Linked DNA regions of Sus scrofa: regions 2, 3 and 4 are each linked to region 1. Evidence: chromatin contacts called from public Hi-C, HiChIP or PLAC-seq and promoter capture Hi-C data. All regions are on one chromosome and are shown on one strand. The core of a region is the stretch at or near the end of the contact, and the rest is flanking DNA. Distances in the headings are between cores, read along the strand shown.

Region 1 (2,740 bases), core at 66-2,565:
AGTGACTGAGATTGCGACTTGTCCTTTTTCTTGGCATTACAGGTTTTGCCAAAAGAACTTTTTTTGTATCAAATATTGATGTGTGAAAGTGAAGGAGCTAGTCTGCTGAACCAGGAGTAGTTTGAGATATTGAACTATCATTTTTGCACATTTGAATACTTTGCAGGCTGGCTTTGTATAAATGTATCCTCTGGTTTCCTATATGTTGTAAATATTTAGAACATAATTTCATTATAAATAAATGTATAAATATTCTGCTTGTGGTTTCTCTGTTCTTTCTTCCACAACGTATCCATGCACTAAAATTCATAAACTTTTTTGCTCACAGCATACTATAACCCCCATCAGAAAAATACATACCTGGACCCAAGAGTTTGCATTTAGTTCCAAGTTGTTGTTTTTTGTTTTTTTAATTTTTTTCTTTTAGTTCCAAGTGTTTTATGACTTTTCAAAGTAAACCCTGCAAAGTCCAAGTGAAATGTAAAGGATTGTTATGGTGGATGTTTTTCCTTTTCATTTTCTTGCCCTCCTTTATTGAATGTGGTTAAAAGGACTGAGTGAAAGTATTCTTTTTCTTTTTTTGGCTTTTTAGGGCTGCACCCATTGCATATGGAAGTTTCCAGGCTAGGGGGTGAATCGGAGCTGTAGTTGCCGGCCTACACCACAGCCACAGCAGTGCCGAATCTGAGCCACAGTTCGCGGCAACTCTGGATCCTTAACCCACTGAGCAAAGTCAAGGATCGAACCTGTGTCCTTATGGGTGCTAGTTGGGTTCATTCCCACTGAGCCACCACGGGAACTCCAGGAAATATAAGTATTCTTGGAAAAACATGCTTAGAAAGGAAGAAGGATGGGCAGAAGTTGCAACAGAAAATTTTGCCCATATAAAGTTCCTTCTAGTACTTCTATGTGTTACCCACCTAAATACAGGTGAACAGAATTGATAGTGTCTTAATTTATTGCTGTAAAGTCAAAGCCAGGTGCTTTTTTTTGTTACTAAGCAATAACACCTTGGTCCTGTTTGGGGGGGGGGTTGGCAGGTGCCCATTTCCTCATTACATTTGGCCAAATTTGTTTTTCTCATAAATGGTCCTGGGCAAGTTGTTATTGTAGAAGTCTCCAGTGTGCCCCTTATCACATCCTCCTTGCTTGACTTTGGTGTAAATAGTTTTGTGGCAGAGGGGGGCGCTGAGTGTGGCACTCCCCCAGGGCCTTCAGCGATGAGCGGGGTTTGAGGACCTGGCAGGAGATGGTCCTCCCCGGAGGAGGCGGGGCCAGTCCCCTGCGTCACGAGGGCGGCCCCGCCCCTCCTGCTGAGACGCGGGCGCTGCTGGCGCCATCTTCCCCAGCTGCGGGAGGGGTCACAGGTCAGTGCCAGATCCTCGCCGCGAATGAGGAGGACCGAGGACGAAGTGGGTGATCAGACCCGGCAGTGGCCTTAACCTTCCGACGGGTACGAGCAGCGGAGGGGTTGGCTTGTGAGGCGGAAGGGTGGGGGGCTTGATGGCGGCGCGAGGTGCTGCCGGGGGAGGAGAGCAGCCTCCGAGGGGAATGGAGAGGGGGCTGAACCTCCGGGTACCGCGGGCTTGAGAGGAAACCCTGAGGCCTAAGTCCCAAACTGCACTTTCTCACTGGGCTCCCTCCTGCTGTGCCGGCGTCCCAGTCTGCAAAGAAATGCCAAATTTCTTTGTCTCTTTTTATTCTTTTTTGAAAAAAAGTAGTAATTCAGAAAATCTATGATATGTCATGGGTCTGAGCTGCCCTGGAGGGAAGGTGAGGCTACGTGTTGCCTGAGGGTCGCCAGAAAGGGAGCAGGGGTAGGGCACTGGCTCTAGGACTGTCGTCACGGGGTCTCCATCCTGGATTAAATATTTTCTTTCTTTCCAGGTGCCTTTTCCTCCGGGCAGCCCAGGATTCTCCAAGAGGACAATGGATTCTGGAACTCGCCCAGTTGGTAGCTGTAACAGCCCTGCAGGGCTGTCACGGGAATACAAACTAGTGATGCTAGGTGCTGGCGGTGTAGGGAAAAGCGGTAGGTGACATTTTCCATTTTAAAGAAGTAAGAATGAAAAATGCTCACAACAGATGCCCTCCCCGAAAACCAAGTAGGAGACTGTCCTGCAATATTGATACTTGCAGTTCTTTCTGTTGGTCATCTTTGTATTTATTTTAACTTTCGCTTCTTGTTTTAAAGCCATGACCATGCAGTTCATCAGCCACCGATTTCCAGAAGATCATGACCCCACCATTGGTAAGTCAGACTGTCACTTAGGTTTTTCCACTAAACCCCATAAAAAGGCCTTGGTGTCAGTTTTTGAAACAGTTTTAGACCATTTATATTTTGAGCCTTTTGGGTGTCTGGTTTAGATTTACTTAACAAGAATAACATGGCAGTTGATAAGCAAATGACTTTTTTTTCTTAGCTTAACTTTATATGTACATAAGCCATCTTAGTCTGTTTTTTATTAAATATTACTGGGACACTTTGTTTTATTTTTATGGTTGCTCTACTGTATCGTCAGATTAAAGGAAAAGTTTAAAGGCCACTTAACAGAAGGCTTTTGCTATCATTTCTTTAAGGGTCTGATTTGAGACTAACTCTGTAACTATGAGTCAGCTGGTCTGAACTTCCACAAAAGGAAGCAGAAAAACAAGTAGAGCCAGCCTGCTGAACTCTTACAACCCAGACATGCAGAGCCTGGACTTGTTCCACTAGAAGCCCTTCATTTACTTCCTTATA
Region 2 (2,700 bases), core at 58-2,557, 400 kb after region 1:
ACTTTATTAAAGCCCCCCCACCCACCCACCCAAAGTCGGCCAGAGGAAATCTTGGAGGAGACCATAGGGTGGAGGACCCGTCCCCCACTCCTCCAATGGCATGTCCTGCTGGGACCTCTGTGCCGTTGGCTGCCCTTAGATCTAATTCACTGGGAAGACTTCCCTTTTAATCTCCATCCCAGTGTAGACACACCCCCTTCTCCTTAGTTCCCCTCAGACAAATGAGAGAGCATTTATAGTAAGAATTACTAGATACTCTAAAAGAATAAAAGAATTAGGAGTTCCCATTGTGGCTTAGCAGTAATGCACGCAAACTAGTATCCATGAGGACACAGGTTCAATCCCTGGCCTTGCTCAGTGGGTTAAGGATCAGGTGCTGCCATGAGCTGTGGTGTAAGTCAGACATGGCTAGGATCAGGTGTTGCTGTGGTTGCAGCTCTAATAAGACCCCTAACCTGGGAACTTCCATATGCCACACTTGTGGCCCTTTAAAAAAAAAAAAAAAAAAGGAATAAAACAATAAGGCAACTTAAGTATCTCAGCAATAGTTCTTGTCCTAGAGCAGGAGTTTCTGATGCACTAGCTTCACCCAAGCCCATCTCAGACTGCCTTCCTCCCAGGTCCCTGCCAAGGTAGCCCCTCATTATTTCTGGATGCCTAATGCCTCACCCCCAGGGCCCTCCACCCTTATTCAAAGCAGTGCGGATGGCCCAAAAGAACCACCAGGCAGGACTACTGGGCTAAGTATACCTGCACCTCCAGAGGGCACCCAGAAACGCTCAGGTAAAACCCTGCTCCCACCCCTGCCAAAAGTCCCCCAAAAGCCAGAGCTGGATCCCACACATGCAGAGAGAGCAAAGACTCTCTCCAGTCATAAATCCCTCACCTCCTTGAGTCGGGCAACAGCATCTCCTATCTCTGGGTGCCCGATGTCCTCCTCAGTCAGCACCTTGACGATCTGGGAGAAGTGCTGGATGAAATCCTGCCTTTCTCGGGCATAAGCGTCCAATTTCTGGTCTCCGTTCATTCTGAGGGAGGAGTAAAATGCTCTGAGGAGAGGGAGGACAAGTCAGAAACCTGAACAGCTGCTCCCCTCCCCAAGGCCCCTCACCCCCACCAAACTCACCGAGGCTCCTCTGTCCACGCTTGGCACCAGCAGCGAGCACTGTGCCATGCCCCCAGGACTGGGCACCCGTGCACCAGGGAGGGCCGCCGTAGGGGACCCAGCCACCTCTCCCGGGGCACCCAGCAGGGGGCTGGCAGCAAGAAGAGCCCCACAGATCTCAGCCAGCGGGACAGGGGCAGCATGGGGGGTGGTACAGGGAAGGGGCACTGAGCACTCCCTGCAGGAGCAAGCACCAAAGGCAGATGCACGTTGGCAGCTCCCCAGGTCACCTCCCCGAACTTTTACCTCCATAGCCAGAAGGCCCCACTTTCTCCTGGTATGAGATTGAGGGCATTTACAGGGAAAAAAAAAAATGTGGGGAACAAAAAGTACAGCTGGGTGACTGAGAATAAACTAACTGCACTTAAAATATGATGGCTAGAACTTGGAGTTTCCTGGTGGCCTAGTGGTTAAGGACCCAGTCTTGTCACTGTTGTGGGCAGGTTGGATCCCTGGCCTAGGAACTTCCACATGCCATAGGTGTCGCCAAAAAGAAAAAAAAGGTGACTAAAACTTATTGCCACCTAACTTTATCCTTTTCAACCATCAATGCCTCCCCTCCAGGGATTCTCTGGAATTGCTACACCCCTGGCTGCTTCCCAAGTCCTGGAGTACAGAGAGAAGAGTCTAGAGTAAAGGAATTCAGAACTGGGGGCTAGGAAGACCCTTAAATCAACCTATTTTATATAAGTCAAGCTGAGCCTCTAGGAGGTAGGAAGATACCTAGGACGTGGGTACCAAACCTAGAATCCAGGTCTTCCCAGTAGCCAGAAAGAGGGGTACAGAGTCTGTGAGATGAAGAGACATGAAACAGGAACCCCTGGGTGCTATGGACATGTGGTCTGAGGCTCTGGGACTGGGTGTCCTAAGCCTTTACAGACTAGAACTATGCAGACAACCTCAGAACAACAGTGGGCAGGTGGGGAGAGTTCGCAGTAGAAGAGCAAACCAATGTGCAGTTACACTGAGGGTTCCAGGAAAGCACAGGACAGGGATGGGAGTTTTTCACATCCATGAGGTTAGCCAGTCGGTCCCACCAACCCCCAAAGCGGGGGAACTCCAGCACAACGTACTGGTCCTCCTGTGCCTCAAAGTATCACTACAGAAGTAAGGCTGAGTTTCTAACCCGTGCCTCCACTCCCTGCCCGAGACCTCTCTCACCTGTTCCTGGATGCCGGTTGTGGATCCAGAGAATTGCTGGGGTATGCCTAAAAACCGGACTCCTCAACGCTCAGCTCTCTGGGACTAGTAGTTCTCCATCTCTTTTCGCTATAGGCAGAAAGGCCCAGTAAACTACAATTCCCGGCATGCCACGGGAGGGACAACTACAACGCAATCTAGCGTGTACTGGCAGGGTGGAGACGAGCCACTCTGATTGGATGTTTTCCCTCGTATGAGTATGAGGCCCTGTAACCCACAGCCAATGGAAGTGCAGCACCCCGGGGCCCACAGCTAGAAGGAGGTAGAGTGGGCCAAGATTAGAGGCTGCTGTGGCAAATGGGAAGCAGGCTGGGAGTTTCCTACGCTCCCAGCTG
Region 3 (2,711 bases), core at 140-2,639, 450 kb after region 1:
AGTGGTTTTATGGAGGGAATGAGGTTAGACAGCCATGTTTGAGCCAACCAGAGATGAAAGCAATGTCCTGGATTCTTTAGGTCAGACAGAAAAGCATAAACTACCTTTGAAGAGCTTACTTTTTAATGAGGAGCTAAAGAAGATTCCTGAAGTTGACAAGGATATACAAGTAGAACTTTCAAAAAGTATGAAGGAATAATGGTGCTAGTGGGAAGGTAGAACATCAGAAATGGTTACAGTGTGGTCATGGTTAGGTAGCATTCGTAACGGTTGTCCGCAGAGCCTTGGTCCTCCAGGATTGGAAGCCAGGGCCTTGAAGAAGAAGGCAGGGTTTGTAAGGCATCGTGCCTCACCTTTTTCCTGCCCTCCACCACCAGCGGTATCTGACCTCAGAGGCAGAAGAACACCACCAGCTCTTCGATCTGATTGAAAGCATGCTAGAATATGAACCTGCTAAGCGGCTGACCTTGGGTGAAGCCCTTCAGCACCCTTTCTTCGCCCGCCTTCGGGCTGAGCCACCTAACGCCAAGTTGTGGGACTCCAGTCGGGATATCAGTCGGTGACGATCAGGCCCTGGGCCCCCCTGCGTTTCTGACAGCAGTGGGTGTCCAGTCCAGGACACTGGTGCTTTTTTATACAAGAGAACAGAACCGGAGCCCACTCCTTCCTCCTGGCTCCGTGTGTACCTGTGAATATGTGAAATAGTGTAAATATGAAAGAACTTAATACCTATTGCTTCAACCCCTGCCTTGTACATAATGCTGTCCCATCTCACACTCTTCCCGCCCTCACCTGCCCCTTCACAGTTGAGTTGGATGGGGGCAGAATGAGGTAACCAGGTGGCATCAATCCCATGTTTTATAAGGAATTTTGTACAGTCTTTGTGAAATAAAATGACGTGCTTCATCGGACCCCCCTCCCTGGAGTTTGAGGTTTGGGGGGATGCTGGGGTGGAGGGATTGTCAACAAAGGGAGTCCCATCTTACCCTGCGACATTAATCATAGGCTGCCAGTTTATCTGCCCAGTCTGTCTCAGGAGAGTAGTAATGAGTAAGGTAAGATTTCTTGGTTAGAATGAAGGGCTAATGAAGCACTTTGATCTGGAATGACGAGTTGGGAAAGAAGTTCCGATTACTATAGCTGTTAGGCCGGGCCCCAGGATAGAGCCAGAAATCCAGATTTAAAACTTACTCAATAGAGCTCCTGGCAGGCGGCCGCCGCCACCTCCACCACCACCGGCGGGTAGGTCTCCCGTCGCAACTCTCCCAAGGCTAGGATAGACTCAGGTTCTGACGCTAGGCCCGCTGGGAGGTGTAGTTCATTAGTTGAGGGACGTCACATGACGTAGGGGCGGTACTTGGCTACCGGCAACGAGAGTTGTCACGTGGGGCACTTCCTTCTTTGCTTTTAGCCGAGACGCAGGCGCAACTCGCGGCTGCTGCGGGGATCCTTGTGACCCTTCCGGTCGGTACAGCCAATCCGTGCACAGAGAAGCGGGGCGGACCGAGAGGAGCGGAGCGGAGGGAGCTCTTGAGAGCCACGGCCGCCGCCACTGCCGCGGCAGGGGCGTGGAGGGCAGGGGGCGGCCCGGGCCGCGGTTGCAAACATGGCTCAAAGCAGAGATGGTGGAAACCCCTTCGCCGAGCCCGGCGAGCTTGACAACCCCTTTCAGGTGACTTGCGCCGGCCTCCTTGGGGCATCCTGGGGGACTTCTCGGTTCTAGAGGGTCGGGCTAACTTGTATTCCCATTCTTGACATTTGATCTGAGCAAGGGCCGCCACGTGGGAGTGACGATCAGTGAGCACCTGGGGGGCGGGCCCTGCCCCCGATAAGGAGCTGGTACTGGCAGTGTGGGGTGAAGGATTGGGAGCAGATACTGGGACAACAACGTGGCCTCCAAGCTGCAGTCCTTGCAGCCACAGGCAATTGAGAAGAGGCTCCTGTGAGTTCCTCCAGAGGCACCAGGTGCCAGCTGAGCCCCAGATCTCTGCCCACAGGACCCAGCTGTGATCCAGCACCGACCCAGCCCGCAGTATGCCACGCTTGACGTCTACAACCCTTTTGAGACCCGGGAGGTGAGATTCTGAAGAGCACAGGAGGGCCAGGAAGATTAGGGTATGCCAACAAGTCCACTCTGTTGGGGTACAGTGGACTTGTTTGCACGCGAAGGAAGGAAGAAGCAGGGTGATCTTAGCTCCCTGAGAAGCCAGTCTTCCATGGGATGTCTGAACCTTCTAAAGACACCAAGACCAAAGATCCATGTGGTTTGAGCTCTAAATATCGGTCCTGGGAGAAAGAACCTGGAGTCTCTTAGTGCCTGAACCAAGGCTCTGTCTAGGGAGGCTTCTTTAGAGATGAAAAGGGATGGGGCTGTTTGGAGTTGAGGAGAAAACGATCTATGCTTAGGTGTACAATTCGAAAGCAAGAAACGAAAGTGACTAGACCTGTTTATCTCGTGGGAATGGAAAATGCTAAGAGTTTTCAGAAGTTAAGGAGGTAGCTGGAGCTCTCCCGTGCTGCAGCTGCAGCAGGTTAAGGATCTGGTGTTGTCACTGCAGCAGCTCAGGGCAGTTTTTTTGTTTTGTTTTGTTTTGTTTTTTTTGTCTTTTTGCCATTTCTTTGGCCGCTCCCACGGCATATGGAGGTTCCCAGGCTAGGGGTCTAATCGGAGCTGTAGCCGCCAGCCTATGCCAGAGCCACAGCCAACAGAG
Region 4 (2,846 bases), core at 256-2,755, 360 kb before region 1:
CTTGGATTCCAGGATACATAGTATATGTGTATACATATATGTATGTAGTATGCAATAGATATATATGCTTGAGCATTGCATAGAATGTTTTTAGGAAGGATACATAAGCTGGTAATAGCGGTTGTCTCAAGGAAGGACCCAGGTTGCAGAGGAGAAGGGGTGATAATCCTTTGGTACCTTACGAATATTATACCATGTGCATTTATTTTTAGTCAAATAATTTTAGGATTAGGCTAAAAAAAAAAACCCAAATCAAAAAGTGCATTCAGTGGAGTTCCCGTCGTGGCGCAGTGGTTAACGAATCCGACTAGGAACCATGAGGTTGTGGGTTCGATCCCTGCCCTTGCTCAGTGGGTTAACGATCCGGCGTTGCTGTGAGCTGTGGTGTAGGTTGCAGACGTGGCTCGGATCCCGCGTTGGTGTGGCTCTGGCGTAGGCCAGTGGCTACAGCTCCGATTCAACCCCTAGCCTGGGAACCTCCATATGCCGCGGGAGCGGCCCAAGAAGTAGCAACAATAACAACAACAACAACAACAAAAAGGCAAAAGACAAAAAAAAAAAAAAAAAGTGCATTCAGGAGTTCCCATCGTGGCGCAGTGGTTAACGAATCTGACTAGGAACCATGAGGTTGCGGGTTCGATCCCTGCCCCTGCTCAGTGGGTTAACAATCCGACTGTGAGCTGTGGTGTAGGTTGCAGACTCAGCTTGGATCCTGCGCTGCTGTGGCTCTGGCATAGGCCGGCAGCTACAGCTCTGATTTGACCCCTAGCCTGGGAACCTCCCATATGCCGCTGGAGTGGCCCAAGAAATGGCAAAAAGACAAAAAAAAAAAAAAGCATTTGTTTAGCCAGACATCAACTCCCTTTGAAAAATACTGCTTTCATTTTCTATTTTCTGAAGTTTCTTTTCTCAACCATAAAATTGTGAGCTCTTCCAGACAAGAATGTGCATACCTGGAAACTCAGTAAATAGTAATAATTGACAAAAAGTTCCCTCTGAGGTGTGCTATCCCCTGCCCCCACCGCCCCACATTCCTTCAAATTTCCTCTGTGCCTTCCCTGCCTCAGAGTCGTTTTGCAGATTCCATTTGAATCTTGAATCCAGACAACATGCCCACTTACAGCTTAGTTTAGTGGGACAGTTGGGTAGGAGAGGTTGGGAATATTTGGGAATATGTCTGCCAATCTAGGCCAGGATGACTTGCTTGCCAGCTCAGTTGGGGATGATGAACAATGCTTAACTTTTTTTTTTTTTTCCCTTTTTTGCCACACGGTCAGTGTGCGGAAATTCCTGGGCCAGGGATCGAACCTACGCCGCACAGCAGCAACCAGAGCCACAGCAGTGAGAACATAGGATTCTCAACGCGCTAGGCCATCAGAGAACTCTCCGCTTAACCTTTCTGATTCTATTCTCACGCAAGCCTAAATCTGAGTTAAGGGAGGCGGTCTCTTTAAGAACTGCTGTGATGGCCCCGCCCTTTAAAGAGATCAGCTGAATCTCTGAGTCATATGACCCAGCGTCTCTTCCGCCCTCTGAAGTTAGAACTGCATGGGTAGCTGTGAGGAGCCCTGCCGGGGTTGGGGGCACTATGTCCCCAGCCCCGTGCTCCTCCTGAGTCTACTTCTGACAGCAGCTCCTTTTGGCCTGCTGGGGGAGGAAACCCGCCAGGTGAGGGACTAGAGCAATCCTGTTTCAGGATGTGCTGCCTTGAAGGGTGGTTGGAATCTAGGATAACCGAGAGGTGGGGGTGGAGGGTGCTTGCATTGAGAAGAGTTTCTTCAACCCTGGGGGTGGGGACAGCCATGGATCATGGGACAGAATTGAGAAGTAGGATGTATGAGGGCTTCCTGTCTTCCCGGGAAATCTGAACTCTGACTTAGCCCTGAGTAAGCCAGATCCAGGCAAGTATTGGATTTTTTTTTTTTTTTTCTTCTCTCAGCCCTGTGTCCTTATCTCTCCACTAGAGTCAAGGCCGTTTTCTCTACCCACCTCTCCTTACAGCAGGAATCTCTTAGCTCCCACAAGCATTGCTCTTGCCTAGGCCCCAAGGTCCCACCGTTTCCCCATCATTTCCCAAGCCCCCTTCCCTGTCCCCAAACATCTGCCCTGTGTCTCTCCCTGATCCTGTTCCCTTGACCCTCCCACTACTCCATGTTCTAGGTGTCTCTGGAGGTCATCTCTGACGGGCTGGACCCTCCCCAGAACCTGCTTCATATCCATGCAGTGGGTACCAACTCCACACTGCACTATGTGTGGAGCAGCCTAGGGCCCCCAGCAGTGCTACTAGTGGCCACCAATACCCCCCACAGCACCCTGCGTGTGAACTGGAGCCTCCTGATCTCCTCTGACCCTGAAGGGAGCTTGATGGTGCTCCCCAAAGACAGCATCCAATTTTCTTCTGCCGTTGTCTTTACCAGGGTGAGGAGGTTGGGGGAAACCGAAGGGAATCAGTACAGAGGAGAGACTTCATTTGAGTTAGAGAAACTGAAGACTGGGGGTAGATGAAATAGAGGTATGAGAGCCGGGGGTGGGGGGCAGTGACTTGGGGGGTGGTGACTCAGGAGAAACCTGGACTCTGGCAAGCCCAGTCCCTCCTCACCCCCACCCGCCAGCTGTTTGAATTTGACAGCACCAACACATCCGATGCAGTGACAAAGCCTCCAAGAAAATCGTATCCTCCGTATTCCTTGGCTGAGTTCTCTTGGAACAACATCACTGATTCATTGGATCCTGCCACCCTGAGTGCCACATTTCGAGGCCACCCCATTCACGACCCTACCGGGGCTTTTGCCAATGGCAGCTTGGCCCTCAGGGTAAGGGTATGGGGAATCAGAACTCAAAAGGCT

The links. Promoter capture Hi-C pulls out the DNA fragments that hold promoters and counts their contacts. Hi-C and Micro-C count contacts between places; a contact is called where the count stands out from the background. HiChIP or PLAC-seq counts read pairs in DNA pulled down with a chosen protein or histone mark.
Region 2: a Hi-C map of embryonic fibroblasts shows a contact between it and region 1, with 2.2 times the contacts expected there. The contact joins the promoter of FDPS here to the promoter of RIT1 in region 1. A contact is called at or near these places in 2 of 5 promoter capture datasets (fetal liver and liver) and 1 of 47 Hi-C or Micro-C datasets (embryonic fibroblasts).
Region 3: an H3K27ac HiChIP or PLAC-seq map of skeletal muscle shows a contact between it and region 1, with 2.9 times the contacts expected there. The contact joins the promoter of SCAMP3 here to the promoter of RIT1 in region 1. A contact is called at or near these places in 1 of 5 promoter capture datasets (fetal liver) and 2 of 2 datasets of contacts at active chromatin or transcription factors (alveolar macrophages and skeletal muscle).
Region 4: a contact with region 1 is called in a promoter capture Hi-C map of fetal liver, with 3 times the contacts expected there. The contact joins the promoter of GLMP here to the promoter of RIT1 in region 1. A contact is called at or near these places in 1 of 5 promoter capture datasets (fetal liver) and 1 of 2 datasets of contacts at active chromatin or transcription factors (alveolar macrophages).

The regions. Positions count from the first base shown.
Region 1 is chr4:94,116,406-94,119,145 of Sscrofa11.1, forward strand. It overlaps RIT1 (Ras like without CAAX 1), which reads left to right and starts at 1,316. Exons shown (of 6, transcript NM_001077230.2): 1 at 1,316-1,453; 2 at 1,888-2,032; 3 at 2,195-2,251. The coding sequence starts at 1,930. KIAA0907 (UPF0469 protein KIAA0907 homolog) reads left to right here. Exons shown (of 15, transcript XM_001928648.6): 15 at 1-257.
Region 2 is chr4:94,512,387-94,515,086 of Sscrofa11.1, forward strand. It overlaps FDPS (farnesyl diphosphate synthase), which reads right to left and starts at 1,308. Exons shown (of 10, transcript NM_001185131.1): 1 at 1,127-1,308; 2 at 887-1,049. The coding sequence starts at 1,308.
Region 3 is chr4:94,569,174-94,571,884 of Sscrofa11.1, forward strand. SCAMP3 (secretory carrier membrane protein 3) reads left to right here and starts at 1,390. Exons shown (of 9, transcript NM_001185169.1): 1 at 1,390-1,672; 2 at 1,998-2,075. The coding sequence starts at 1,607. It overlaps CLK2 (dual specificity protein kinase CLK2), which reads left to right. Exons shown (of 12, transcript XM_021089727.1): 12 at 378-911. The coding sequence ends at 563.
Region 4 is chr4:93,757,434-93,760,279 of Sscrofa11.1, forward strand. It overlaps GLMP (glycosylated lysosomal membrane protein), which reads left to right and starts at 1,506. Exons shown (of 5, transcript XM_005663295.3): 1 at 1,506-1,668; 2 at 2,613-2,813. The coding sequence starts at 1,549.